7 separate regions of the Mus musculus genome follow, and regions 1, 3, 4, 5, 6 and 7 are each linked to region 2. The links are chromatin contacts, called in public Hi-C, HiCAR-type, HiChIP or PLAC-seq and promoter capture Hi-C maps. All regions are on one chromosome and are shown on one strand. The core of a region is the stretch at or near the end of the contact, and the rest is flanking DNA. Distances in the headings are between cores, read along the strand shown.

Region 1 (4,041 bases), core at 1,461-3,960, 650 kb after region 2:
TCAAGAGGAGGAGTTAAGAAACGTTTGGCCTTGCCTGGACAGCTTGCCCAGATGTTTCTAAGCCAGTTTCCCTCAGCGAACCTGTGAGGAGAGCATTTTAAGCCGTCAGTAGGTAAGTCAAAGCAGAGAACACATTCGCATGCTTTGTAAGCTACACAGAGCTGTAGAGGTTTCGAATACTATTATTTGGGGGCTTAGAAGAATTTTCTCAATTTCCATACCTATATATTCTAAGCCCTCAATTATTTGCTACTATGTACAAGCATTTATAATTTTATTATTACAGCAACATAATTTTCTGTTATAAGTATCAACCGGATATTTTTTTCCATGTTGGTGTAAATCTAAGCTCTACTAAAGAAAGAGTTACATTAGAATGAATAGCGTGAAGGCTGTGATTTGGAGAATAAGAAAAGCACAGTTTGTTGACTGGAAGTGGAGCTCTGTGGTAGCAGTCTTACCTAATGCTCACAACGAAAGCCCTGGTTCAATCCCCAATATTACCAGAAAAAAAAAAAGAAGCAGAAAAAGAAAATCCCAATTATGGGCTGTGGAGATGATTCAGTCAGCGAAGCACTTCCTCACAAGCAAGGATTTGAGTTTGAGGCTCAGAACTTACAGGGGGAAAAGCCAGTCATAGTGACACAGGCTTATAATTGCATGATGGGTAGGGTAGACCCTGGTGGGGCTTGTCTTGTCTTGCCTGTCTACCATACCCAGCAAACATGAAGCCACTGAGACACCTTGTCTCAACAAAAGGGTGGATAGCCCTGAGGATTAATACTCGGGGTTGTCTTCTGACCTCCACATCCACATGTGTGCACACTCCCCCGCTCATAACACACAGACACACACACTCACACACACCACACATGCTTCACAGCTGTGCCTCCTATTGGAGTCACTACTCGTTGGCTGACCCAAGCCCCCATTCCTCTGTTTTATACACATCGCTGAGGCAAGGACAAAACACACCAAAATATCTCTGCACAAATGCACAAACCTACATGTGCAGACCCAAGTACTTTACCTTAACACCATCTGCTAGGCCATTTCAGCTCAGCAGGGCTAATATGCTTCATGTTATGGAAAAGCAGATGACCAGCTCCACACACATGCATGCTTACCTATTCAGATGCCTCAAAATACCAAGCGGCATTTCATCTCAGCAGGAATTCCCGGAAGTTGGAAGCTGCTCTCAAAGGAATTAAGACATGCCTGGACCAGAGGTCTTAACCTAATATTGTCCATTCTTCCCACATTCCCTGGAATGATGCTGAGGACACACAGGTATAAAGGGGAGGCTCAGGCAGGGGAGGGCTGTGTATTTAATCATGCCCTATCCACGTTACGAGGACACATACTATGAGAACAGATGTACTACACAAACAGATCTGCTTGGGAGACCAGGAAACCTCGGCATGGATGCTTTTCTTTTACCTTATCTTGGCTACAATCAACTCGAATAACAACCTCATTTTGAAATTATTGAATTAAGGAAATACACTTTTTCTATTTGTATTTCTATGAGTGCGTGTGAGTGTGCATGTGGCATATGTGTGTGTGAATATGCACATATCTGTGTGTGTGCATGTGGGGATCTGAGACTGGTGATGGGCATATTGTTTTCTCTTAGCCATTAGGCATGTCTCTCAGTCAAACCCAGAGCTCCCCAATAACTAGTTGCGCTAGCAAGCTTGTTCTGGGGTTCCCCTGTCACCTTCTTCTGGATCTGGGATTACTGGTTGACACACAATTGACCTTTATGTCCTCAGATTTGTAAGCCAAGTACCTAGCCACTGAACCATCTCCCCAACTCCAAGAAATATGTATTTGAGGAAATCACAGTCTGCTTTCCAATCACTCCCAAGCCAACCCAGAGAGTTGGCTCAGGGAACCGGGTGGTGGGAATAGCGGATGGGGGGGAGGGAAGATCAATTGATCTCTGTTGATAAGACAGTGGTTACAATCAAATGCCCTGATGCCTTCTGCTGCCTGCCTCACAGACCCACCAGAAATGGCAAGGGCCTGGGTATGATATCCATCATATCTCAAGGGTTTTATGCTTGAGAGGAATACCTCATGATGGACTAGAGGTTCTATGGCACAGCAAGATGAATCCTCCAGGAGAGGTGCTTGCTGTCAAGTCTGATAATTTGAGTTCAATTCGTGGGGGAACCACAGGGTAGAAGAAGATAGTAGAATTCTGTCCTTCTTACACTCATGTGCATGAACTCACACAGCCATATATGCAACGGCATGGCTGAGGAGAAGCTCACTTGCAAAGACTTTAAAGGTCCCAAAAACCAGAACACACATCACATGGTCCGATAGAAGCATCAGGAAGAATTGATGCCTGATATATTTTAAGTCTCTGAAATAATTTAAGAAAGGAAGTATTAGTTGTGTTAATCTCTCTCTCTCTCTCTCTCTCTCTCTCTCTGTGTGTGTGTGTGTGTGTGTGTGTGTGTGTGTGGAGGGTCATGTAGCTGAGGCTTGCTTTGAATTATCTTATGTAGCTGAGGCTGGCCCATAACTCACAAGTGCCTGGTTCCCCTGTTTTCTTCAGAAGTCAACTGCTCTATCACAGGACTCTCTTCTATGATACTATTTTACTGCAGTTAAAAAAAGTAATCCCCTCCACCTCAGACTGCATGAAATTAGAGCAAGTGAAAGGGCAGAGAGACCGAGAAGCAGTAATATGCTCCTCTGCGTGACGGCCAGGGTTGTTAAAAGGAAAAGCAAACGTCGTCATACATTTCCCTTTTTAACCACAGCCCAGCAAGTGGTCAAAATCAGTACAGATATAAAAATAGGGCCTCGGCACCCAGTTCTCAATACCATGTATTGCTTTAATGTTTACATAGTCCCTTTTCCCTGGAACAATTTACATAGAAGACTCTTTCCCTCGGTCTCTATGTAAAGAGGTAAAGCAGGCCAAAAAAGCACATAGCCTGCGATCTCAAGCATGGCCACATAATAAAACTGTACCGGCTGTGCGATGAGACTCATTGCTGGAGGGGACTGGACTATTATTAGCACTTGAGGGCAAATATGAGATCTGGCAGCTCCTTCATTAGCCAGCCTCACACATGGTGGGAAAATGGCTCTTCATTTTCTGAAAACTAATCTCAAATACTGAATGTCTATTTTGGCTTGTGGTATACTGGCGACTCAAAAATGTTTAATTATCCATGTGTTTGGAAGAGGTGATATACACATGGAATTTATAATAAAGAAAATGCTAAAGAGTTTACAGGGGAACGCCTGTCTTGACCTCGCTCTCCAGGGAAAGCCTGCTGTCTTTTGTTTTATTCACAAAGATTTCCACGCACAGCCGTCCAAGCTATGCTTCCTTTCATCCTTCCCCGATGCTTGGCTATGCTACCACACTTACACAGATAATGAGCTTCGGTCTATTTAACAGATCAAGGTAGAACCTCCTCAACACACAAAATGCCTTGATTTTTACCTTAACAACACTGTTTCTAAAACTACTGCCTTATACTTTATAATCCATAAAATGTACCCACTTGGGGGACTAAAGGAATAGATCATTGGTTAACCCAAATTCCAATCCCAGCATCCACATGGCGGCTCACAACTCTCTGTAACCCCAGTTCCAGGAGATCTGACACTCTCTGCCAGGCACCAGGCACACACACACACACACACACACACACACACAGTGCACTGACATAATGTAGGCAAAACATTCAGGTACTAAAAAATGATTTTTTTAACTCGAATGCACAATTAAATAACTTTGAAGAACAGAGTTTTGCACTGTGATAATATTCATTGCTCTCCCCAATGTCTTACAAGATCCCACCTAGCTCCTTACTCATTCAAGTTCCCCCCCCTCTCTCTCTCTTACACACAAACACACACACACACGTACACACACACACGTACACACACACACACACACACACACACACACAAACTGAAACCAAAACCTAATAAGACAAAAAAAACAAACAAAACAAGACAAGACAAAAAAAATTTTTAAAAGCCACCAAGTCCGTTTTGTATTGGCCA
Region 2 (3,918 bases), core at 255-2,754:
GACACATTTCTCATAGAATTCAGTAAGATAAAATATGTACACAAGTATTTTGTAAACCTTTATGCACATAAAGAATTCCATTTCCATCTTATTTTTATTGAAAAGTTTTTCCATATGATATATCCTGATTATGATTTCTCATTCCCCAACTCCTCCCAGGTCCCTTCCACATTCCCACCCATCCACCTTCATGTTCTGCTTTCTCTCTCTTTAGAAAGCAAACAGGAAGAAAAAGAACCCAAAGAAACACATGCACACAAAAATTACATTAAAGCACAAAATTAGAAACTACAACATACAGGAAAAAGACAAGGTAGAAAAGAATGTTCAAAGTATGAGACAAAAAGTCTACAAAAATACCTTTGAGTTTGTTTGTGTCGGCCTAGGACCTGTCCTTAAGCGTGGTTTATATACCCGTTAAGGTTTCATTGGAGAAAATTAATTTTTCCTTTGCAAGTGAGTGTCATTGCAGATAGTTTCTTGGTTAGGGTGGGAGCGCTCATCCACTTCCCCCTTTCGGTGCTGGGACCCCATCTGACTTGAACTCTGCTCTTCAGTCCTTTTGTGACTCTGCTTCCTTGGAGTCCTCCAAACTCCTCTGGCTCTTAGTCTTTCCTCCTCTTCTAGATTTCTTTGCTCTGGGGTGGAGGGATGAAGATAGCCCATTAGGTCTCTCACTGAACACTGACTGTTCAGTTCCGGGTCTCTGGTTAGTTCCCATATACTACAAGAGGAAACTCCTTTGATGATTGGAGAGTGAATCACTGATCTATGGGTGTAGCAGAATGTTGTTGGGAGTCATTTTTATTGCTGTGTGTGTTTTTTTTTAATCAGAACAACAGTATGTGGTTTTCTCCTAAGACCATGATTATCCAGTCTAAAGTTCATGGCTACCCAAGCAGTTTTGTTCCATCCCATAGCTGGGTCTTATATCCAACCAGAGAGTGGCTGGCTATTCTTACATTTGTGCCAGTATTGAGCCAGCCTATCTGCAAGCAGCTCACCACTGTAGGTCCCACGGTTTGTAGCTGGGTGATGGTTACCTTTCTCCTCTGGTTCTGTGCAAAGTACCTCCCAGTACCGTAAACACTAGACAGTAGGGGTGAAGGCTCCATTTACATTTTACCATTTTATATACACAATAGGTATTTTATTGTGCTGGAATATAAGGAGCAGATAGCAATAATTTCGAAAAGAAAACCTTAGTTTGAAACGCTTGCACAAGAGTTGCAAAAAGAATTTTCGAATTCCAACGTACTTGTCATCCAGCTTTCTCTTAATAGCATCTGAAATGACTGTACTATTGCTTACTAAAACTAAAATGTTAATGTCCGATACATTAGCTGAGCTACACACTTTTGTCACACTTTTATGTTTTAACAACTGACGTCCCTCTCCAGCACCAGACTTCACTCCAGAATCCCCCACATGCCTTTAGGCTGACTTCCGCATCTCGGCTTCCTGTTCTCATTTCGCGAGAGTTCATTTGTGGCGAAACGCATCCTGGGTGACTGGTTAGCGCGTGTGCGGATGACGAAGCGGAAGTGCCCGGGCCAGAGGCGGGACCAGAGCCCTAAGGGGCTCGAAATTACGGAAGTTTTGTGCGGAGGGTCGGGTGGCTGCTGGAGTTCCTGCTGGATTTACGGCTCCGGAGCTGGGGCTGCCGCTGGGGGGGTCTCAGAGCCGCCAGCCTCCGCACGGTTTGCGGTGGTGACCCGGGCGCGACTCGACGGCGCTGCTGCGGGCCTTGTCTGTAGTAGGGGACCCCTCGGATCTCCACCATGGCGTCCACGAACACCAACCTGCAGGTACCGCGGTCCTTCTGGGCTCCTCTGGGCCCCTCTGGAGAGCCGGAGCCCGCGGGGAAGGAGTGGGGGCGGGGGACTGAGAAGCGGCCGCGCCCCTGTCCCCGGCGGAGGAGGGCGGGCCCGCGCAGACGGGACCCGGGCGAAGGGGCGCTTCCCAGCGGGGCCGGCCTTGGCATCGCCTCAGCCTCAAGGTCTGTGGGACTCTTGGTTTGCTTGTGAGATTGGAAAACAAAACAGCGGAGTTTGGGCCGAACTGGGCCGATCTCTCCAACCAGGAAGATCTCCAGTCTGTCCACCAAGAAGAAAGGAAAAGGGTTTTTTTTTTTGTTTGTTTGTTTTTGTTATTGTTTTTCCCAAAGCAGTACTCCGGACCAGTTTAGAATAAGGTTTGCCTTCTCAGTTCCTTACGCTGATAAACAAAGACGTCCAGGTATCCGGTGAATAGGCCAAGAACCTTAGGTTAGAGCGAGCCTGTTGGCACCATCCCCATGAATTCATTAAGAGTATGTTCTCCCGAATTACTGAATTTAAGATCAGGGAGTATTTTAATCTGTATCTTCACTTTCCCGCCCTCATCGCAAAACAAAAACAAAAAGTGTTTTCTAGGTACATTTCGGATTCCTAAGATAATGTTAGAAAGGGGTTATTGCTGCTTCGTGGAACGGTGTGCATTGGCAAATGTTTGTAACGCCGTCTCCCATCATCCTTGGTTCGTCCATGGGGTCCAGAAGAATAACCAAGACTTCTAGCCAAATAGGTTGGTTAGTTTCTTACCAAGGAGTAGGACAAAGTACCCTTAAATATTGGTCTTCTGGTAGTCAAATAGGTATTTGTTCAGTGTCTGATATAAGTAACAATGATAATGTAAACATATTTCCTTAACGTAGGATAATTGATTCTGAAGAAATTCCACCCAAAGGAAGGGCATTTGAATAGGGATCACTCCACACCAAGACGGGGAGTAGAGGTTTGTCTAGTGGGTCTTATCCTGAAACTCAACCTAAAAGATTATGAATGATTGCTCTCTTTTATAAAGTCTAAATGCAGCCATGGCTCATTTTTAAGAATTAAGAGTAAGTTCACTATTAATCTGTATGTATATTTTTTTTTCCACAGAGTTTTTGTAACCTTATATTTTGTAGCCCTTTTCGGAAAATGCTGGGGTTTTGTTTTGGTTGTTTTGTGGGGTGGTTAGTGGATTTGTTGTTGATGATTTTGCTTTTGTGAATGTATTCGTTGATTGATAACGGCTTTCCTGTGGATATTAAAGATAATTTCATTTGTGGTACTCATCTTTCTTTTTCAACATTTGTAGTTTGATTCTGTAACCAGAATGCATTGTATGTTAATTGGATTGTTGGATGTTCTTCAGTGAGCCAGTTAGAGACTGAAAAATATTAAAAGTATAGCTGTGAGTGGTAAGAAGGAGGGATGTTGAGCTACAGTTGTGTTAGTGGTTAGTTCCACTGTGGTTTTTCTCCATCAGACTTTTCAGCTTTCTAACCAAGAAAATTTTGATAAAGAATTGTTAAATGAGTAATTTCCCCAAGGAACAAAATAAAAATCTTTGTAAATAGATGCTTTTAATCTAATGCGGAATGCAAATAACCAAGAAAGCAAACAACAACAAAATGCCACCAGAATTTAAATACAATTCCATAAGATTATAACAGAATTAGAGGTTAGTGTGAGCTGGCATCCCAGAAGGGTGTATCTCACTCTTCCTAGGATAAGTAAGACATGTTTCTCGAAGGTGCTGAGATCTCAGATAAAATAGGCACCGACTGTGATTGGCTCAGTGTTTGATGTGATCTCATTGACTCCTCAGGACAGCTCTTCAAGGCCAGTGTTATTCCATTTTCACAGTATTAGAAACTCGAACTTCTTGAGGTGGTGGTGTGCCCAAAGAGAGATGCCGTAAATTAGTGTTGGGGTTAGCTTTGAATCCAGGTCTGTGTGCTTATATGCTTGTGGTTTTCTTTCCCTGTAAAATTCTGTGTACTTGAAGAAGAATGCTTTCCAGGAAGAGAAAAATCGCAGAAATGTAATAAAAACCTTGCAGAGAACATAAAGTTAAAACCAAAGGCAAACCACTCCTAAATGTTTGCTG
Region 3 (3,938 bases), core at 1,047-3,546, 710 kb before region 2:
TAATATCACAAAGATGCAGGCTAACATCTGCCACTGACTTCTGGGTGGTTGAATCCTTCCAGTGCTGATGCAAGCCTTCACTATGGCTTTCAGCTTTATGGAACTGATATATTGAGAAATACTAGAAAAGGGAAGTTTAAAAAGAAATCAGCAAAGAAGCACATCTGCATTTCCCCCTTGAAAGTTTATTAATGTAAAAGAAAGCAGTTTTGCTTTCCTACTTGTTTTTACCTCAGATGCCAGATTAAGGCAGGTAGTTCAGAAATTAAATTCTCCTCCAGTGACTTAAAATTATAATAAGGCTTCACACATAGACTTCCTTAAAACATTTCTTTAAAATTGTTCTTCTGTTTCTAGGTGAAAATTCAAGTAAGGGATCAGCACTAGGAGAATATCAACTCCAGGAGAGTACATTCTGATGTCTCCTATTCATAAATCCGTGCAACAATCTATATAGCCAAACTTTAGCACTACAAAAGCTTAAGTGTCAAGACAATCCACAGAAGGGACAGATAATACTAAACTAGGACTTCAGGTAACTTGATAGAGAAAAAAAAACATTGCTAAGTTGAGTGAAATTTTTCCAGATCTATTTACTCCTTTATGAAGTCATCTCAGTCTGGGGATGTGACTGAGCGCTAGCTGTGCTGTGGCCTGTGCTCAGACCTCTAGTTTACCAATAAATAAAAACATTGAACTAAACAACCTGAATTATTCTGAACTAGAGAGGTGGTCCTTGAACTCAGCATGCAGCCAGGAAGGATGGAGAACTTCAGATCCTCCTTTGTCTGCCTCCCAAGTGCTGAGATTACACCTGTGTGCAACCCAGCCTGATCTACGTAGTCCTGGGGATTGAATCTGGGACATCATGCATGCTAGGAAAGCACTTCACCATCTGAACAACAACCCTTGTTCCCAAATTCTATTTTTAAATGATGTGTTGTTAATTACATTTACATAAAAATGGTAGTGTCTTTACTGCAATCACCTAATTACTTCTGCCACATTTTGTTTAATGGGAATAATCACATATCCCATCTCCTTTGGGATTTCTGCTATAATAATGAAAATGTGAAGAGGTAATTAGTGCAGAGCTAATTAATTTCAGCATCTGGACTTTTCCTATAAATTCTTCAAATAATATTTGAAAGCTTCAAACTAGTATATATATATATACACATAGTGGTCCCTGACTCTTGGACAAGACCACATCTTACACTTGGATAGGATGAGGTTATAGCATGATGACAGGATAATAAGCCATACAATTCCATATGCTTCCAAATATGACACTATTATTAGCATTAGGATGAATAAATGGAAATTATCTGCTGGGTGGGGCTCTCTCTTCTTTTTGTTGGTTCCTGCAATACAAGTTTGGCAAATGCACTGGTGAAACTTGGCAGAGGTGATGAATTTGGGAGGTACCATAGGCTCACCACCTGCTACACTCCCTCTCTGAATTAGACCTGGATGTTAAATTGGATTTTTCTGCAGCGTTTCAAACATATTTTAGTGTGTGTAAACACATAATAAAGATGTTTTTAAATTGTTTTCAAAACTCAGTAAAAACTAAGATAAGGCAGTAGTGATATGGAAATATACCATCAAAACTAAAACAAATTTTCCAAAAACTGGTAGCAGTATTTTAGTTGATAGTTTCCATAATGAATAATTATCTGCTTGATAAAGGTTAAATTGTTAGTTTGGTTAATCCATCAGCTAATTTACTTGATATTTCTCTTTCACAGAATTGATCCATTACAGAACTAGGTCAAATAAATACATTGTGATACTGGATTGTCCTGACCCAAATTTTTCCTTAATTTTTATAGGTTCAGGCTGTTAACTTTAGGTGAAAATTGAACTTCACATATTTATAAATATAAATACATTACAACAAATTATTTTTATATAAAAATGAAATGCTTAATTTCAATTTTAAGTATAAACATTTTAATATTTGTAGTTATTTATGCCTGATTTTATATCAAACCAATAGGTAATATAAAACATACATATTATATAATCTGCTCAGTACTATTATCATTGAAACTGCAATAGATGTACATTTCAATTTCAGTTTGGCTAGTGATACACAGGCATTTGCTGACTTCTAAGACTCAAAGTCAAGCAGTCATAAATTTAATTCAAGTCTTAAACCAAAATATCTTTAGTTAAACAAGCGAAAAAGAAAATATGGTTCAATTCCTTTACTTACCCTCTACACAGCTCAATATAGTAACTATTGCTATGAAGGAGGAGAGAAGAAAGACGCCCTGGATTCACTAGAGATGCTCGGGGGAATTGCTGAAACACTGTATTACCTCGTTATCTTCTGAGCGGCTGACACACAGGAAATGCTTCTTGGAAAGCTGGCACTGTGTGGACAAGGTAATGACTGGTTTTATAAGACTCTGCCCCTCCCACACAGCTCTTTTTTCAAACTTTTTAATTTGTATTCTTTGTATGATTCAACATTTTACTCATAAAGACATCATTAGAAAAGAAATGCTTGCTTGTAATACTCAGTTTAAGAAACAACTAGAGAGTGTGATGTCATTCAAAATTCAAGAATTTAGCAATTTCCAATTTTAAATCTATTAGCTGTAATCTGCACCACTCACACTCATGTCTCCTCCTTTCTCACTGCATTCAATGACAGCATGAATTTCATGATACTCAATCCACCTTTGGACAGCCACCATCTGTGGGAGTCTTTACAATAAAGGATGTTGTCTTTTCTTCCCTTTGGATCTACAGGGAATCAAAAGAACCTCCACACAAAAGAGGAAAGAGAAAAAAACACACTTGATTTTTCTAATTTAATAATTATTTTAAACTATGATTCTCTCAGGAATAATAATCTGAAATAATTCTAACCTACTGTCTCAAGACACACCCAAAGAACTTTTCATATGGCCTTGATCACACCGCCAGTATTAACCTACTTTAAACAATGACAACCTACTGCTTATGTTGACTTATAATTGGCAGAAACCTATACATGCTAATTGTAATCTTGAACACTCATTTTGGAAATATTTCCAATTTTCTAAAAACACTAAAAATGTTAATTAAAAATAGACAAAAATTACACATAAATAAATGTGATATGAATCTAAACATTTTCATACTGTCATAATTTATTAGGAAGAGTTGGAAACACATCTACCAGATCACTTCTCATTTCTTAATTGTACATTTATATGGAAGCACATACATAAGAACATGGAAAGTGCCACACTTCATGGGGTACTCCATGCCTTTGACTGGAGATCTGGGATGAAGACCACAAATGTCATGTCATTCCATTAAACCAAGGGGTGCATTTTGGGCTGATATGTACTCTTTTACAAGCTGTGTTCTGTTCTTTCTCCCTGTAAATACTCAGTTGATGCTATTATCTGCTGAACCCATTCTCTTTTTGGTTTCCATCTCCTAGATAGCACCCACTGGTGTATTTATGTGACCAGCTAAATGTTTTATCAACCATTCCCCATCTCCACATCAGCAGCTCTGTTTCCTGAACATGTCAGATGAGCCTAGACTTTGCCCACACTTTGTTTCACTTCTTTTTCAGATTAGGCTATTTCTCATCTTTATTTATTCAATTAAAGTTCTTCCCCTCAAGGGAGACATCATTGTTTTTCCCACTGGTCCAAATCTCTGACTTCTATATCTTAGGATTTGATGACGCTCATTCTGATTCCTATAAGCCTCAGGGAACTTCCAGTTACAACTGCAACATTTAGAATTGAGCCTGCAGTACAATAATTAATTTTGTCCTAGCTGCTCCCTCAAACTTGGGCTTTTATCCTTAGGTAGGTAATTTGATTAACCTATACCAATAAGAACACTTTAAGTGGCTTCTTGCTAAATTATTTTTCGGCGAGTTGAGGACAGTGCTGAATCTCTCTAGAAAGGTCTGGTTATGT
Region 4 (4,295 bases), core at 806-3,305, 770 kb after region 2:
ACATCTTCACTCAGCAGTGTCTGGGTAGGTCAAGGTGGCAGACGACAGGAAGCCCTGGATGTTGACTGTCATCACAGATACAAGCACACAGAGAAGAACATTCACACCAGTGTGTCCCCTTTGAGTCTCTCAGAAGTGTGATGGAAGGAACTGCTGTTTTCGCTCAAGAACAGCCTGTTTGTCCACTCCCCATTTGGGGCTTCCCGAGTCTGATTTCCTCTCTCCCACTTGTTCTCATGTTATTTGGACAGGTGCTGCATATATGCATTTACGTGATGCTCTTATGACATATATACATACTTCTTGGAAATCTGACGTCTAAAATTTACAGTGAAACATGTTGCCTTGGTTCAGACAGGTTACTGAAGTGTGACAAGGACACTGCTGAGCACCCTTGCCGCAGGCCAGGGAGAGAGGGTAGCTGGAAGAGAAGTTGGGTTCAGGGTCAAAGTGAGGAAAGCCAGGAAGAAGAAAACCATAAGACTGTTAACCAGTGTTGTGGAAACAACTAAGGTCAGATACACAGTTTAAAGATTCAGTAAACATTGCACACAGCAAGTAGTCAGTGTAAAAAAGCACACATCAATGTTTTCCGTTCAAGAGTTTGTCTGAAATTGAAGTTACAAGTGTCATACATGTAAGCCGGCTGCTGGACCAGGAGACCAGAGGCTCAGGAGCATCACATTCTTTCATATTCTGGACACAGGTAAAAGAGAAATGAAAACTCCCAACTGCATAGAAAGTGAGGAAATGGACAGACAAAGAAACAAAATACCTTTCCTTTCCTCCCCTCCACACCCCATGACTCCCCACACTTGAGTGCATTAAGTAGGCAAGCTTTACTCGTTCAGTCTGCAGAATCCAACGTATCATTAGAAGGGGGGAGGGGAGGTGCGTATCTCAGTCTGTAAGTGCCTAAAACAGGAAAGACAGAACGGCTAAGTCACCGCTTATGACTACACGCATCACAAACCACTACACAAGACTGCAAATGAGCATGCTTTCAAAGGCCTTTCCTCAGCACTAACTCCAGTCCAAAACAGCAAGTAAGCTACTCTCAAAAGCAGAGGAGAGCTTGAGCTTTAAGTATAACCTAAAGCTAATTAACTGGGTTTCCCTTTGAGGATGCCTAATTAATATACTCCTGTTTCAAGACATTCCCCAGGTAAGATCTGGCACAATGACAAATACAAAAGAACTGAATCTGGTCCCTTACCCACACCTAGCTAGTAAAGTGCATGTTTTTCTTCTGCTGTTAGCACTCTTCAAATTTACTCCCAAACTGGTGTTCACAAAGCTTTGTTGCTGTAAAGATTCCATGGCCTCTTGGTTTTTTGCCTTATGTGTACAGAATCAAAGGGCAGCAGGGGCTCAGATAGGAGCCAGCTGTGTGCACAGACTCTAACCATGTATGCGGGGAACTGGCTCACATCCTAGTTTAACCCGTCTGCTTCCTCTATGTACGAGGACTGTATTCTTAAACTACAGCCCTGTATGCAAGGAACCAACATTACAGAATGTACTATGCATGCTGTGCCCTGAGCCTGGACAAGCACCTCTGCCGTTCACTCCTTAGTGACAAACTAAACTTCCTCAGACCTTCCTCCATGACCTCGGGGCCTGGGTCTATGCTGGCCATCTCTGGCTGCATTTTGCTACTGAAAATACAACCTCTGTAAACAAACACACATACGGATCTTTCTGCTAAGACAGTACCACATAATCAAGAAGAAACTGGGAATTCAAAAACAAGTCCTCTGGGAGTTAGTGGGATTACCTTGCTGATTGGCCTCCATGGATGACTGCTTACAGTCTTGTGCATAGTGTCCGCTTACACCACAATTGTAACATGAGACATTCCCATTCTTCTTGGGCCCAGAACCACTGGTGTTGGCAACTACATTAGGTGCTGGATATACAGGATACAATCTCCCAAATCCTGCCATCTGCTGCATGCCATAGCTGGCTTGGCTCCCCATGACTGGGTCATGCACCAGTCCATTTGCATATGGAGTCTGAGGCAGAAAAAAAGGAAGTTGGTTTCCATTGCTCTGATGTGCTTGGTTGAGGTAGCTGCCATTGCAAATGGATGGCAGAGTGAAGAATGATGGGAGTCGGTACATTGGTCCAGGCATTGGGTTGGGATAATAGTAACTATTTAGCTGGAGGTTTCCATTGGTCCCGCAGCTGCACCTTCGCCCACAAGAACCACAGGGACCCATCTGCTGTGGTGGCACTATGGTCCCGTTAGCATTCGTGTTCCCCACAGCACTGATGTACGACGTGCTGTCGCTCTGTGCAGTACTGTGTGTCAAGGCAGGGCTGGGGCTCGGGGCAGGGCCTGGGGTGTGGGTGGGAACAGCAGGGGGAACTGTGGACTGGGATGGACTGATGCCTGTGCTTGCTGGCTGGGCAGAAGTGGCTGCGTTGAGCGCACTGGAATTCTGGGTGGGGAGTGCACTGGCAGCCTGGGGTGAGCCTGGAAAGGGGAAGGAAGCTGGTGGCTGTGCAGCTGAGAGGCCCGCTGCCGGAAGAACTACCTTCACATTGCTCGGCTGAGGGACTGTCCCTGTGTTCCCCTCAATCTGAGGCACCATTTGATTTAGTCCTACCACTTGGGGTGCGGATTTTGTGATGGGATCCGTGGTAGCCACAGGAGACCCTGGGAAACTACCTGGGTTATGGACAGGAATAAAGGCAGTGTTTGGTGATCCGATGCTCAGACTTCCGGTTGGTTGTGGTGGGATACTAACTGGACAACTGTCAGAAGATCCCTGTGGTGGCTGTAACTTTAGACTCTGTAATGTCAGCTGCAAAGCAGGCGCACTGCTGTGTGGGAGGAAGGTTGATGGGAGAGGTAAAGGGGAAGCTAACAACTCAAGGTGTTTCTCTGACTCCCCAGAAGCTGCCGGGCCTAGGATTCCAACAGGGGCTGAATTTGAGGATTCCATCACTGCAGAAATAGCCACCGCATTAGGGACAAGCATCCCTAAGGTTTTGCCATCTGCAGATTTGGGCGACGGAATGACAACTTGCGACTTCTGGGCACCGTTGTGCGTGACACAGTGTAGAGTTGGCATGAAGGGAATATGCGGGTACTTGTGTGAGGTCAGTGCAGCTTCCAAAAGATTCCCGTCCTCGGTTCCCAGGGAGACAGTCTCAGCAGGCGGCTTGACTGCGATGGTCTGGGCGACAGAGCCATAACCTGAAAACCTGGCTGACGACGGATTCACAGAATCTTCAGAATTGCTGTCTGAATCTATAGAAAACGTACAAATTCGGGTCAACCCAGGCTGAATTCCTATTTTTCATGTTAGAACTAAAAGCTTGGTATATTCAAATTAATTCTCAAGTCGGGAATGCTCCCTCTATCACATTTCCTGACTGCTCAAGCTGACTTCCTCTGATCTCTGGCCTGTAGTATGCTTTATCTCTAAAACATGGAGGAATAAGCAAAACAGCAATAAAACAGGGTACTGGAGTATGAAGACGTATGCATGTACTACTAACGTTATTACTGGGATAAGCATTAACAATCCACTCTGTGCCATCACACCTGATTTTAAAATGTATCTTATAAATGATTCAGTCAAGGAGTTTGCTCAGGAGAACATTTAACTCAAATGTTTCAGGGGAGAAATGGAATTAGTTAGCATCTGTACAGTATATACTCAACAGGGAACACGTAAGTCTATGAGATTAGTCCTACAATGGACATGCTGTTGGAACACAAGAGGCAGAGTAAGGGAGAAAGCACCGTCACGTCACCACCTCACGGCAGACACTAAGCTGCTCTGCACCACGCCACGGTACACACACAAGCCCCTCCAGCTTCCCCAGGGAGAGGGAACCAAGGGCCTATCTGATGCTGCACTGCAGTCTCCACAGCTCAGAGTTAGATGTTGTGCCTACTGTAAGAATCTTTCTGCTCACAAATGAAGCTGGATTACTTGAGGGATGTAAGAGTGTTTGCATTCACTAAGGCAAGACTGGTTATGCACAGCTGGCAAGAATAAACATTCTTGAAGTAAGAGTATTAAAAGTTAATTAACCTTCCTAAAGAAAGGCTAAATAGAGCCCAATGACACAGAAATCTAGTGTTATTAACTGAACTGTCTCAATGTATTAGAGGGAGCTTAAGTGAATGAGTGAATGCTCAGAGCACCTGTGACCCTGAGAGAGAAATCACTATTCTACTTATACTCAACCTTGTAAGAGGGGGAGGATTCCTAAATTCACAACCTCCTCGGGGCACTGAATCTGTACCATCCATCTATGCAGAGTTAAGAACAAAA
Region 5 (4,238 bases), core at 1,091-3,590, 730 kb after region 2:
AATATAGAAGGGATCTTACCATGTGGGCAGAAAGATTTTATAAAAGATTTTGAGCAAGTGGTGTGCACAGTGTTACTTTCTACTGTGTCTGGACAAGAACTAAAGGGACCTTTGAACAAAGCCTCCCAGCCTCGTGTTTCCACCTCAGGTGGGAGCATATTTAAAAGTGTGTGCTAGGGGACATGCCCACAGAGTGTCTCAGGTCCATGTGTTTGCTGAGCGAGCAAGCTGTCTCCACATTTAGCCTCAGCACCTCATCCATGAAACATCCTCCTGACAGCTGATTAGAACAGTTGGCTGGAACAGTAGTGACCTGCTCCAGACAGCAGACAAGATGGTCCCCGGGATGTGCTGAATTGTAATATTAGCCCCACCTACCCCATGTTGAAAGTGTAATCCATACATTCTGTAAGACTTATCTAAAAATAGGAAACATTCCCTTACGGATTCCAAAGGCACTCTGCTCCAGGTGACCCTTCATCTGGGACCTCCAGCTTCCAAAACTAGGGGACTTGACTCTCTTGTTTTCAGCCACTGAGCCTGTAGCAATTTGTTCTGGCAGTCCTGAGCGATTTGTTCAGTCACCCAGAGAAAGGGAGCTGATTCCAGAAGCTGAGTTAGAATTGTTAGGAGTTAAATTGTATCCCTCCAAGTTTCTATGTAGAAGTGATAACCCCCAGGACCTCAAATGTAGACATATTTGGAAATAGCTATTACAGATGAAATATGAATGCAATCCTAATTTTTTTTAAAGGAATATAGCCAAGCACAGTGAAAGGAGCAGGCAAGTCTGTGGTGTGCCTGTCTGGATGCAGCAGGGCTCTCAGCTGGGCAGAGAAAGAGGTCCTTCTTGATTGCTCTGGAAAAGTGGCTGCCAAGCAGGCTGCTGAGTCCTTGGCACAACCTGACAGTGTGCAGAGCCCTCAGCATGACCTGACAGTGTGCTGTTCCTGAAGGGGTCCTTAAAACGCACCCCCAACCCCTTTTTTTTTTTTTTTTTTTTTTTTTTTTTGAGACAGGGTTTCTCTGTATAGCCCTGGCTGTCCTGGAACTCACTCTGTAGATCAGGTTGGCCTTGAACTCTGCCTCCCAAGTGCCGGGATTAAAGGCGTGTGCCACCAATGCCCGGCCTGCACCTCCCTTCTGAAGTAAGTTAATATACCCACTCTGAGCCCACTCTGAGCCGAAGATGCCGTTCAGTTGATATCATGCTTGCCCGGCACACACAAAGCCCTGAGATCAATGCAGTTAAGTAAATACTGCACAGACTAGAAGTGTGGCCTGCACTATGGCAAGAAGGGCAAGAGGGGTAAAGTCATCCTTGACTACAGTGTTAGCGGGACCAGCCTGGGATGTAGGAGACCGCCAAAAGATGCTGATTTTGAAAGGGGTGTAACTAGAGTAAATAATTCTGACTAAATTGGTATAGAAAATTATGATATTCTATGTGAGAACAGGCAGTCTAATATTCCAGCCACTGCCCAGGAATTGGCCTTCTGTTGTGCTTATAACAGAAGAGTCATGGGTTCGTAGCATATTGGTCCAGGACACACTGCTGACTGCACAAGGAGTGATTGGTCACTCCCTAGTCTTCTTACTACCAGAAAGATTAGGAAAGTGTCTACTGTGGCTTCTATATAGGGACCTTCTAAGTTTCAGAGCTGAAAGGGGGAGGCCGAAGGGAAAGGAAGAAGGGCAACAGAGAAGAACAGAGCTGGAACCGAAGCCTGGACCTCAGTGGCATTAAATTAAAACACAGTGGCAGGCTCCTGTGAGCAGAGAAAGGGCATTTCTGCTGGGCCACAGTCAAGGCTCTGCTTCCCCCAAGGGATGTTTGCTACCAGACTTTGCAGAGATCCCTGCAACCTTCTAGAACTGCTCACGATCCCTGTGGGCAACCCCTCTGTGCAGCAAGCCCAGGACCAGAGTGCTTTAGAGGACGGTCATAGAGTTTACAGCAGATGCTAGTCTGGAAGGGAGGCCTCCAGGGGCCTCAGGTCTCTGTTTTTTTTAAGTTGTTTGAAAGGGTAGGTATTAGGGTGACATGAAGAGATCTGAGTTTCCCAGGAGTTCAGGTTGTGCGGTCTGGGGTTTTGACACAGAGCAGAGGTTCTAAATGATAACTATTCTTGTTAGTTGCTCCAGAATCTACAGAGGAGGCTGAAAACCTTGAGAATGAGAAAGAACAAGAGGAAAGTAAGATGGAGTCACTGATGACAACTGCCTGTTGCCATAGTGACAGATAATTGTCCTTGGAGCTCTGGTTCACTTAGACTACTTCCTTTCTTCTCTGTTAACAGGCCTAAGCAAGCACTTGTATTTGGGGATGTTGGTTCCCATGGAGAGTAGAAAAGAGCTAAGGCATCCCTGCTAGGGCCGTTCTATATGAGTTGGGGCAGGGCAGAAACACCAGATCCATCTTGGATCAATCTTAGGACTTATGTTAGATGTCTACAGAAGAGAGCCTGTGGAGCTGCCCAGACAGGGCTCATTAGTAGGCAAGATGACCTATTTATGTGCAGGAAGCAATATGCACTTTGAGGAGCCCTAAGGAGGAACTGGTCAGCACACAGTCAGGCCATATCCTGGCTTCCAATTTGGTGCTCTTTCTATCCCCCCACCCTCCCCCAGTGGGAATTGACTGATGTGATTGGTCTTCTGTTGTTACCCTAGAGGAGTCTGTGGCCCTTAGGCAGTGATGAGAGTTCGCAGGTGTTGACACCAAAGGCCTAAAAGATACAAACCTTTTTATGAGGTAGGAAATCCTAGATAACACAGTTTTCTGTGATTACCCCTGGGGTAGACCATAGGCCTGCTGAGCTGTGGAGTCCTGATGGTCATAAAGGACAGAAGAAGAAAAAAAGAACAATGTATTTTGGTTGTCATGGCAATATTTGATCAGCTGTTACAAGAACAAGTCAAGTGGGATGAACCCATCTGTAAGCAGAAATAGAAAGAAAAGGCGGGAGGAAAGTCACAGCTGTGGCTTTAGCAAGCGTGGGAAAGTCCCCTGCTTCTGTATTTAAGATGCTAAGAAAGAAGATTGAAATGAGTTTTGATCGGACCCAGGCTTGTCAGTGGCAGGGACACTTACCCACCCCATGCAAGGCCCTGACCTCCACCCTAACTCTGAATATAAAAAGAAGGAAGGTTGGATATAAAAATAATGTTGAATGGCAAGGACTCAGAAGTTCAGGAAGGCATCTTAAGTGGGCACTGATGTTAAGCCTTGGCAGCAAGATCAGATGAGGAAAAGGGTTTCTGGACTGGCTTAGCTGGTAGAGTTCTTGCTTAGCATGCTTGGAACCCGAGATTAGACCCTCAGCACTACAACTACCTGGCATAGGCCTGTAACCACAGCACCAATTAGTAGGATCAGGAGTTTACTCAACCACAGAGGGGTTTGAGGCCAGTGTGGTATACAGGATCTTTCAAAATAAACAACCTAGCTGGGCATTGTGGTGCACATCTTTAGTTCTAGCACTTGGAAGGCAGAGGCAAGTATGCTGGCATCAGGACCTCCCAAATCTATGACATTACATAGGCAACAGCACGACCTGAGACCTGCAGACCAGTCTCAAGAGCAATAGGCACCATATTCCCAACATCCACTTGGCTCATCTCCCACCTTTACCTGTGTTATATCATTCTCCATATAAATAAGGAGATCACCCCTCCCTCTCTCTCTCTCTCTCTCTCTCTCTCTTCCCCTCTTCTCTTTCTGCCACTACCTTGTCTCTCCCTTCCAATAAAACCTCTTCCACGTGGAACTGTCTTGGCCTAGTGTGCTGTTGAGACTCGACCCACCATTCTAACACATCAAGGCAGATCTCTGACTTCAAGACCAGACTGGTCTACAGAGCAAGCTCCAGGACACCCAGGGCTACACAGAGAAACCCTGTCTCTAAAACCAAACAAAATCAACCAACAATCAAAAACCAAGAGAGAGAGAGAGAGAGAGACAAAGACAGAGAGAGACAGAGACAGATAGACAGAGACAGAGACAGAGACAGAGAGACAGAGAAAAGCAAAGAAACAACCATTCTCCAGCAGCTATTTCCTATAGCCCAAGGTATCACTACAGAGAGAGCAGACTTTTCAAGAGAAAAGGTAAAGCAGTATAGAATCTACATGTAGAAAAGATTGTTTTTTTAATTCATATTTATGTGTTTGAGAGTGTGTCTGAGTGCCTGTGGATGCCAGAAGAGGTCATCTGACCCTTGGAGCTGGAATTACTG
Region 6 (3,872 bases), core at 659-3,158, 890 kb after region 2:
GGATGTAAATAGCACCAGTATCCTGCCAGGCCCCAGTGTGTGAGCAGCCCTGGGGCTGTTTCTAGGCGAGTGTGTTGAAACTTACCACCCACTGATTTTCAACCCTGACCCAGTGGTGCAATGTGGATATTCCCCTGTTAGAAACGTGGGCCCGAGGCTAGAGATGAGCAGCTTCCCCGGAGTAGGTCTCACATTGCCCCGGTAGTGGCACAACTGACTTATAAATAAGTAAATTTGACTGGTAGTTTTATTTTTAGCACAAAATCATGCTAGGTCTTAAAATGTCTCTTTGGCCCAGCTCCCAGGCATCCTTCATACATCACCTGCTGTGAATGCTAACAAGAATACAAATGTGTTCAGTTCAGTTGAAAATCGTGGATTGGCTCTCCACTCCCTCGGCCTGATTTCTCGGGGGCTGCTCTGATTTCTTCACACTGGTGACTGTGGAGTCCTATTAGACTCGGCCAGTACACCTTGATTGGAGCTCTGTCCTGTGTCTAAGGATGGTGGTATGATTGTCCTGCGGCTCCAGAAAGACCACACCAGGCCAAACAGTTCCATCTGAGGTTTATTGAGAGAGAGAGAAGGGCAAGGTGACATTGAAAAGAGAAGGGGGAAGAGAGAGAGAGAGAGAGAGAGAGAGAGAGAGAGAGAGAGATCGATCAGAGGAGCTTTCCTTTATATATGGATGGTGACATAGTCACAGGTAAAGGTGGGAGCCAAGTGGAATCTGGGAATATGGTGGCTGTTGCCTTGGCAACAGGTGTGTGGGTTGCGCTGTTGCCTATGTGATGTCATGGGTTTCAGAGGTCCTGATACCAACATATGGAATATTGGTAGTAATAAATTATATGGATAGATGAACGCCAATAGCCCAAATGTCACATTGATGACTGTTGGCATTTCCTCTAGCCTCTGCCACACAATAACCTGGCAACAGCCAGGTGTGCCTGACTCACCATAAACAGGACCTCTTGCCTCTCCTCCCTCTCTCTCTCTTGCTCTCTTCTCCTTTCGCTCCCTTATACTTCGCCCCTCCCGTCTCCTCATGGCCCTCTCCCTCTCTCTCCACGTGCTCATGCCTGCCCTCCCTACCCCAACTCTATTCTATACCATACTTGGCTGGTACCTCAGGGGGGAAGGGATGCCTCAGCGTTGGCCCCGCAGAGGCACCTTCTTCCCCTACACCATGGCTTGCCTCCACCAAACGTATCTCTGGTCTCTTTCTTTTTATAAAACGCAACACTGACAATAAATATTCTCACGGCACTATCATGTTGGCGTCTGAACTGCAGAACTGGAAGCCAGGCCCTGGCCCTGGGAAGACAAGTGTTCTCCATCCTCTTTTTATTTGAGTCAAAAGAAGATAACCATAAAAAACAAATTTGGATAGGAAATGCTGGTCATTTTTAATCAACTAATTTTGTTGTAAACAACTGAAGAATAAAGATGTTTGCTACCAAACCTATGACCTGAATTCAATTCTCACAGTCCTCACCCAGAGTCTTCACGGTACAAAGAAAGAACAGACTCTCACAAGTTGTCTTATTACCTACATGCAGACACACACACACACCACACACACACACACACACACACACACACACCACAGACACATACACACACACACATACACAGACACACAGACACACACACACACACACACACCACACAGACACATACACAGACACAGACACACACACTATTTAAAAAATTGATACATCAAACATGTACATATTTATGGGGTGCTGTGTAATACCTGGGCATGTGTCTCTGTGGTATAATGTTCAAGGAAGGGCGACATCCCCTTCTTTTAGAAGCTTTGACACAGAGCAAGTGATGCAGAGCCCAGGGCATGACTCAGCACCTTGGCTCCACTCCCAGTGGGCACTCTCCTCTCAGAATCTCAGTTTCAATGCTGTTCTCTGTGACTCAGCTGTCGTGACCTCTTTGGGCAAGTTCCATTGCATGTCTCATTCCAGGGCCTTCAGTTGGAAGGCAAAGACTTATCATCCAAGCTGATGGACCAGTGGCTGCCACTTCCCCTGGGGAAGCCAGGAGTTCCTCTTGGGGAGGGTCCCTGGGTCAGTGCCAGGAGAGGAGTTCTAGGAGGAGAACTGGGGCAAAGTCCTTTGTGATGGAAGGATTTCTGAGGATGTGTTATCACAGCGAAGCTCACCAAGGCGTCTCTGTGTTGATATAAATAGTTCTGCATTGGCAGCAGGTAGAGGAGAGCCAAACAGTAACGAGCATTAGGACAAACAAACAGGGATGTGGGCCCAGCCACCGTTAGCCACAGTTGGCAAAGGCTGGGAGGTGGTGGCGGTGCTCGAAGCTGAACCAACAATGAATTCATCACTTGTGACAGAAGGGAGGAAGCTCTTCGAATAATTACAAGTTCAGATAATTAGAAAAGCACACAGGACAGGGCATTGGTTCAAGATGAAAACTGGCAAAGATATACACTAATTTGCCAGGGTCCATGTTTAAATATTAATGAACAAAGCATTAGTTACATGATGGATACTTCCCATACGCAAAGGCCTGTGCTTGGTAGATAAGGTGTGTGAGTGTTTGGGGGTGAGAGTTCTTTCCTTCCCTACAACATACAGAGAACACCACACGTGTAATTGGAAGGAAGATGTCTAGAAGTGCTGGATATGATAGATAGAATAAGTGCCAGGCAGGAAAGAGGTGAATCTGAGGGAGACATGGAGGATGAAAACAGGAGACAAGGATCCTCCTCCAGCTAGAGCTGCCACGGACCATGGGCTAAGTAGTCTAAGATGAGCCACAGGGGAAAAGAGAGTGGGGATGTGGATTCCTGAAGTATACTGGGCAAGTGCCCCCTCCCTCAGCGGAAGCCAATCTGAGTTCCCTGTGGATAAAAGCATCCCAGACTTAGGCCCCAGGGAGGAAGAGCAACGACGGGGATACCAAACCACAGACTACGGGAACTCCGGAAACTCCGGGAACGGCGGCAGAGACAGTGAAGCTGTGGGAGTGGACATATAACAAGAGATAAAATGCCCAGGGGCTCCAGAGAGGCCCAGTGGTTAAGGACGCAGGTTGCCCTTCCACACTGGGAGACTCACAGCCACCTGTAATTCCAGTTCCAGGGGATACTTTCTGGCCTCCTGGACTCAAGTGCATATCTGTACCCAGACACATATGCATATTCACAATTAAAAATAAAAATATTTAAAAGCTAGAAAAGGGGATTACAAAAATAATAAAGGCTCTAAAAAATGACCAGACAGATTTTCACAAAAAATAAAAACGGACATTCCGAAACAGAAAGAGGGAATGGAAATTAAAAAAGAAAATAGCAAGTTCTACTCAATAAGTGGGTAAAGCAGCACACTGGGGTATAGCTGCAAAGATCTTCTGTATTCCTTTATTGTCTTACTGAGGGGAGAGTCAGGCCTCCACACCTAAATACAAAATGATGTACTCAATATTCAACAGCAGCCAGCCCTTAAAGAGTCCACTTGAAGAAGTGGTTATGAATGTAACTTCATACACGTTTGCATTTTATTTTACTTTGAATGTGTCTGTGGGTTGGTTTGTGCACATGACTGCAGTTGCCTATAGGGGCCACAAGAGGGCATTGCATTCCCTTGGAACAGGAGTTACAGGCAGTTGGGTACGGCTTGTGGGTGCTGGAATCTGAACTCCAGTTCTTTGGGAGAACGGAGTGTGTTACTAACCACTGACCTGTCTCACCAGTGTCTGTGAGAATTTGGAATCCAGTGCCTTTGGAATTTACTATAAAATGCAGCTTGCATGTTATTCCCCAAAGTGTCTTTCATCTAGACTTGCCCGAGATTGTTTCCTGTTTAAGGTCCTCCCCTTCCTTCCAGTCCCTCATC
Region 7 (3,769 bases), core at 989-3,488, 810 kb after region 2:
TGGCGTCCAAATCAGATCTGATCCACAAAAATAAGGTCTTAATCTACAGTTTTTACTGCAGTTGAAACATATCCCCATTAAATCGCCATTCTTAAGTGGTTTATTGGGCCTAATTAAATTACTTTCAAGACTGTAAAAATTCTTTAAAGTTTTCGATAAGTGGATTCCTATGTACTAAATGTGTTTTAATAACTCTTTCAGACAACGTTAATGCCTAAAGACCTAAGAGATCACCAGACCCCAAATCTGAAGTAGAAATCAAGCCCCTTAGGAAAGCTTGTTTGGTAGTCTGTTAAAGGTTTAGCCAGGCCATCCCAAGTCTTTACCTAGATGACCGATTTTTGTACTTAGGTCAGCCAATTCATAGGTCTCCACAGAATACCCACCGGAACACACACACACACTCCCAGTGAATACAAAGTTCTCCGACTAAAAGCCAAAAGACCTATTCAAAACCTTAATTAGCACACACTAAGTATAAAAAGTTCCTTATGCCACAGTAACCTGGCAGTGCCAAGGGGTAAGGCGGTTTTTAAACAGGCTGAGACTAGGAAACAGCCCACCCAGGGCTAAACGGACGGTGGTTGACAGCCCCAAGCGCTTGGCTTTTCCCCTTGCACCTAGCACCCAAATACTCGAGCCCAAAATGTCCCACGAGCCTCCTAATTCTGAGGTCTAGGGTCAGGGAGCTCCAGTCTTCCGTGATAACTCGTGCACATCAGAAGAGAATTCTAGAGCATTCTGTTATGGCGGGTGGCTCAATGTGCATGTGGGTGACTGGAAATGAGCCACCCAAGAAAATGACGATGACTACCCATGGCTGAGAGCCGCGGAGTGGTTATTCCGAGACACCTGCATGAGGCTGGGGTCAGAGCTGGATTCTGAGGCCCGCCGAGGCGGAGGCCGGAGCTGCGACTGCACTTCTTCGCACCTTACCTGGGCCCTGGAGCCCGCAAAGTTGCTGGGCTCCACCTCCGCGTCCTCCGGCTCCACCCGGAGTGCGCTGCGGAGCCTCTCCAGGTGCTCCCTCAGGGTGACCCGCTGGTGGAAGGAGAAAGCCGGGTGCAGCGAAGCCATGGTGAACAGCAGCAGCAGTTCCTCTTGGGCCCTGAAGCCGAGCCCGCCTCCAGTCCCGAGCTTGGCGCAGCCACTGCCTTCCGGGCCGGGGCCGTCCTTCTCCGCGTCCTGCTCGCCATCGCCACTCGGCTCGTCCTCCACGCTGCCCCGCGAGCCCTCGGCTCGAGTCGCGCGCAGGCTTCTGAGCACCGCGTCCACCTGGGGCAGGAGGCGGTGCAGGCGGCCAGCGGCCTCTCTGTTCTCCGAGCCCAGCAGCGCTAGGTATACGATGAGGCGCGAGCGCACGGCGGGCTCTCGGAAATCGGCCAGCGACCCTGGGTCCGAGAGGCCGTTGGCCTTCGCCTCCGAGTCGCGCAGGTAGTGGTAGTCCTTGCGCGCCAAGTCCTCCAGGCACGAGCCGAGAAAGCGCAGCTCCAGCGGGTTGCACAGGTCCAGCAGCCCGCACATGAACTCAAGGCGCTGCGCCGAGCCCAGCACCAGCCCGAACCACTCATACACCCGCTCCTGTTCGCGCAGCGCCGCCGCGTGCCCGCCGCCGCCCGGCATGCCCGCGCCCGCCGTCGGCCCGCTAGCAACAGGCGGCTCGAGCCCCCGGGGCGGCGACGGCGGCGGCGGGGGTCCCCGCGGCAGGCCCGTGGGCGGCGGCGGCGGGCGGCAGTCGCGGCGGCGGCGCAGCGGAGCCTTTGCGCCCGGCCGCGCGTCCGCCTCGGGCTCCTCCGCGTCGGGCGGCGGCTCGCTGGGGTGCGTCGACTTCGGTGGCAGCTTCATCCTCAGCATCCTCAGCTAAGGCGGTGCGGACATGCGAGCGAGGGAGCGGGGGCGGCGGGAGGAGCCGAGCGCCCGGGCGGCGGCACGGCCGTCAAGAACGTTGCCCCTCCATGCCGCCGGGGCGGGCCGGGGGCGGGTCTCGCCGACCGGGGACGGGGGGCGGTGGCCGGCCGGCAGCTTCGTCCCGGCGGGAGGCGGGGCGTGACCGCGACGGCTCCTCCCCTGGGCTCTGTGCCCGCTGGGGAGTCCGGTGCGGGAGGAGCAAGTCGACGAGCGCGTCCTCCTTCCGCCTTTCCGCGTCCGCACGGGGCTGGCGGTGACGGCCTGAGCCGTTCCCTCTCGAGCCGGCGCTGGCAGAGCGGCTTGGCGAGGAGGAGGAGGAGCAGCGGGGCTGGGCGGAGACGCTGGCGGGCTCCGCGCACCGCACTCCAGCCAATCAACGTTTAGATCTGGCGTGACGCGAGCTTCTCGTTTGCCCCCCCCTCCCCGCCGGGAGCCGCCCTCTCTGAGAAGCCACGCCCACCTCCTGCTATGCTGCAAGGCTCTGGCACATCCCGCGCGGTCCTAATGCTTGATGGGTTCCAGCAGACTGAGGACGTGGGTTTGGGACTTTCGGACCACGGCGAGGTGAGCTTGGCCCGGAGCGGCAGAAGTGGGCGAGGTTCGCGTGGGAGGAGGGACATCGACTTAGTTTTTCTTGAGAGATCTGACCGTGCCGTGGCTGCAGACCATCTTCGCGTCAGCCACCGCCCTGGATCACGCCAAGTGGGTTCCCAGCCCCTGCCGCCTCGTGAACTCCGCCAAAGTCAGCCACGGGAGATTACCATATTCTAAAACTTCACCTGGACCGTTGGTGTGAACGCTGGGACGAAGATCCAGGAGTTAGGTCGGGATGTAGAGTGGTTTTGGGCGGCGAGCGCCCTTGCTCAGGCTGGCTGCAAGGTGCTGCTTTGGGCCGGGTATCCGGCTGAGGGGACCCTGTTGCTGGGGGTGCTTGGCCTAATGGTTGCATCTGGCTTGCAAGGTTAAGTTTAAGGACGCCCTCCTGCCCCAAATCTATGGTTTGCGCAATCACTTATTGCCTACGTTTTAGTTCCTATCCGTGAACATTTGGAATTCTTGAGCTGGTGTGAATTTCCTGTAACTCTTTTAAACAATTTAATAAGTTACTGTCTTGTCAGGGTTTTAAGTTTTTAAGCGATATTACATTTTTAAGTTTTGTAGACACCGCCCTCCCTATGACTCTTTCAGTGATATGTATAGCCCAACCATAAAAATCAATTTAAAAACCAAACCAACCCAAGGGGCCATGATTGCTCTCAGAGCCATCAGGACCATCCTGTCTCATTTGTGCTGGAGCCTGACTGCCGGTCAAGAGTTCTTGGCATGCTGTTTGTCAGTCCATGATTGTAAATAAATATAAATCTTGTGCCCAGGGGCGGGGGAAACAGGATTATTATTATTATTATTATTATTATTATTATTATTATTATTTGAGGGTCCATAATAGTAGTTTCTTTGTGTGTTTGCTTTTTAAAATTTCCGACAGTTTTAAATAAAGAACTTATACCACATAACCAAAGTAGGAGCGTGAGAAAATTAAAAGCCACACTAACCCTCGTTGAGAGTGTTGGGACATCTACAGAGTGTATAGAATCGCCTTTATCTCACAAACTCTGCGGCTTTATCATTTAGGATAAGACTGAATTGAACCCTAAATCAGCTTCCGTGATAAAACCGAGAGATGGAGAATTACTCAGCACATTTTATATTGATAAAAGTAAGTGAAAGCTATTCTGACATGTAGTTTTCTCTTTCGTGTGCTTCTTGGGTATAGCTTAAACGAAGTAAGCCTCAGCTACTATCCTCGAGTCTACTGTTCCTGCCTGATCACTTAGGCACATTTCTGAAGCTTAGGATGAAA

Evidence for each region. Promoter capture Hi-C pulls out the DNA fragments that hold promoters and counts their contacts. A called contact is a pair of places that touch in the nucleus more often than the background predicts. HiCAR-type assays count read pairs that join an accessible place to other places. HiChIP or PLAC-seq counts read pairs in DNA pulled down with a chosen protein or histone mark.
Region 1: a contact with region 2 is called in a promoter capture Hi-C map of pre-B cells. The contact joins the enhancer-like site here to the promoter of Vps4b in region 2. A contact is called at or near these places in 8 of 39 promoter capture datasets (the HPC-7 cell line, HPC-7-derived erythroid cells, cranial neural crest and 6 more), 5 of 484 Hi-C or Micro-C datasets (B cells, the G1E-ER4 cell line and erythroblasts), 7 of 115 datasets of contacts at active chromatin or transcription factors (bone marrow-derived macrophages, embryonic limb bud, embryonic stem cells and 4 more) and 1 of 9 other capture datasets (liver).
Region 3: a promoter capture Hi-C map of the HPC-7 cell line shows a contact between it and region 2. The contact joins the promoter of Serpinb2 here to the promoter of Vps4b in region 2. A contact is called at or near these places in 1 of 39 promoter capture datasets (the HPC-7 cell line) and 1 of 115 datasets of contacts at active chromatin or transcription factors (bone marrow-derived macrophages).
Region 4: a contact with region 2 is called in an H3K4me3 HiChIP or PLAC-seq map of pro-B cells, with 5 times the contacts expected there. The contact joins the enhancer-like site here to the promoter of Vps4b in region 2. A contact is called at or near these places in 5 of 39 promoter capture datasets (the 3T3-L1 cell line, the C10 cell line, hippocampal neurons and 2 more), 7 of 115 datasets of contacts at active chromatin or transcription factors (the 230-238 cell line, T-cell acute lymphoblastic leukemia, large pre-B cells and 4 more) and 2 of 9 other capture datasets (adipose tissue and liver).
Region 5: a Hi-C map of B cells shows a contact between it and region 2, with 18 read pairs. The contact joins the enhancer-like site here to the promoter of Vps4b in region 2. A contact is called at or near these places in 5 of 39 promoter capture datasets (the 3T3-L1 cell line, embryonic stem cells, hippocampal neurons and 2 more), 1 of 484 Hi-C or Micro-C datasets (B cells), 13 of 115 datasets of contacts at active chromatin or transcription factors (the NIH/3T3 cell line, astrocytes, bone marrow-derived macrophages and 7 more) and 2 of 9 other capture datasets (adipose tissue and liver).
Region 6: a HiCAR-type map of fibro-adipogenic progenitors shows a contact between it and region 2, with 5 times the contacts expected there. The contact joins the enhancer-like site here to the promoter of Vps4b in region 2. A contact is called at or near these places in 3 of 39 promoter capture datasets (cranial neural crest, liver and pre-B cells), 4 of 115 datasets of contacts at active chromatin or transcription factors (the NIH/3T3 cell line, embryonic stem cells, fibro-adipogenic progenitors and 1 more) and 1 of 9 other capture datasets (liver).
Region 7: an H3K4me3 HiChIP or PLAC-seq map of the SCID.adh cell line shows a contact between it and region 2, with 14 read pairs. The contact joins the promoter of Zcchc2 here to the promoter of Vps4b in region 2. A contact is called at or near these places in 7 of 39 promoter capture datasets (cranial neural crest, embryonic stem cells, frontonasal cranial neural crest and 4 more), 11 of 484 Hi-C or Micro-C datasets (B cells, CD4 T cells, CD8 T cells and 7 more), 16 of 115 datasets of contacts at active chromatin or transcription factors (the 230-238 cell line, the SCID.adh cell line, T-cell acute lymphoblastic leukemia and 12 more) and 3 of 9 other capture datasets (embryonic stem cells, liver and macrophages).

The regions. Positions count from the first base shown.
Region 1 is chr1:106,147,905-106,151,945 of GRCm38.p6, reverse strand. No RefSeq gene overlaps it. Among named protein-coding and RNA genes, the nearest start is that of Gm20753, 22 kb to the left of the region's middle. Within about 2 kb of position 2,710, at least 20 of the 459 cell types and tissues checked have an H3K27ac peak or open chromatin away from gene starts, as enhancers often do. A contact at or near this core is called in B cells, bone marrow-derived macrophages, pre-B cells and 1 more, where this site is marked.
Region 2 is chr1:106,794,311-106,798,228 of GRCm38.p6, reverse strand. Vps4b (vacuolar protein sorting 4B) reads left to right here and starts at 1,504. Exons shown (of 11, transcript NM_009190.2): 1 at 1,504-1,808. The coding sequence starts at 1,782.
Region 3 is chr1:107,509,868-107,513,805 of GRCm38.p6, reverse strand. Serpinb2 (serine (or cysteine) peptidase inhibitor, clade B, member 2) reads right to left here and starts at 2,296. Exons shown (of 8, transcript NM_011111.4): 1 at 2,222-2,296.
Region 4 is chr1:106,028,716-106,033,010 of GRCm38.p6, reverse strand. It overlaps Zcchc2 (zinc finger, CCHC domain containing 2), which reads right to left. Exons shown (of 14, transcript NM_001122676.1): 13 at 1,778-3,259; 14 at 1-915. The coding sequence ends at 848. Among named protein-coding and RNA genes, the nearest start is that of Zcchc2, 40 kb to the right of the region's middle. Within about 2 kb of position 2,055, at least 42 of the 459 cell types and tissues checked have an H3K27ac peak or open chromatin away from gene starts, as enhancers often do. A contact at or near this core is called in microglia and pro-B cells, where this site is marked.
Region 5 is chr1:106,060,068-106,064,305 of GRCm38.p6, reverse strand. No RefSeq gene overlaps it. Among named protein-coding and RNA genes, the nearest start is that of Zcchc2, 72 kb to the right of the region's middle. Within about 2 kb of position 2,340, at least 26 of the 459 cell types and tissues checked have an H3K27ac peak or open chromatin away from gene starts, as enhancers often do. A contact at or near this core is called in B cells, stem cell-derived neural progenitor cells and trophoblast stem cells, where this site is marked.
Region 6 is chr1:105,904,662-105,908,533 of GRCm38.p6, reverse strand. All of the region lies in intron 2 of Gm41927 (a long non-coding RNA gene), which reads left to right. Among named protein-coding and RNA genes, the nearest start is that of Gm41927, 28 kb to the left of the region's middle. Within about 2 kb of position 1,908, at least 116 of the 459 cell types and tissues checked have an H3K27ac peak or open chromatin away from gene starts, as enhancers often do. A contact at or near this core is called in the NIH/3T3 cell line, fibro-adipogenic progenitors and liver, where this site is marked.
Region 7 is chr1:105,988,875-105,992,643 of GRCm38.p6, reverse strand. Zcchc2 (zinc finger, CCHC domain containing 2) reads right to left here and starts at 2,238. Exons shown (of 14, transcript NM_001122676.1): 1 at 937-2,238. The coding sequence starts at 1,854. Gm7160 (predicted gene 7160) reads left to right here and starts at 2,362. Exons shown (of 3, transcript NR_151625.1): 1 at 2,362-2,472; 2 at 3,541-3,625.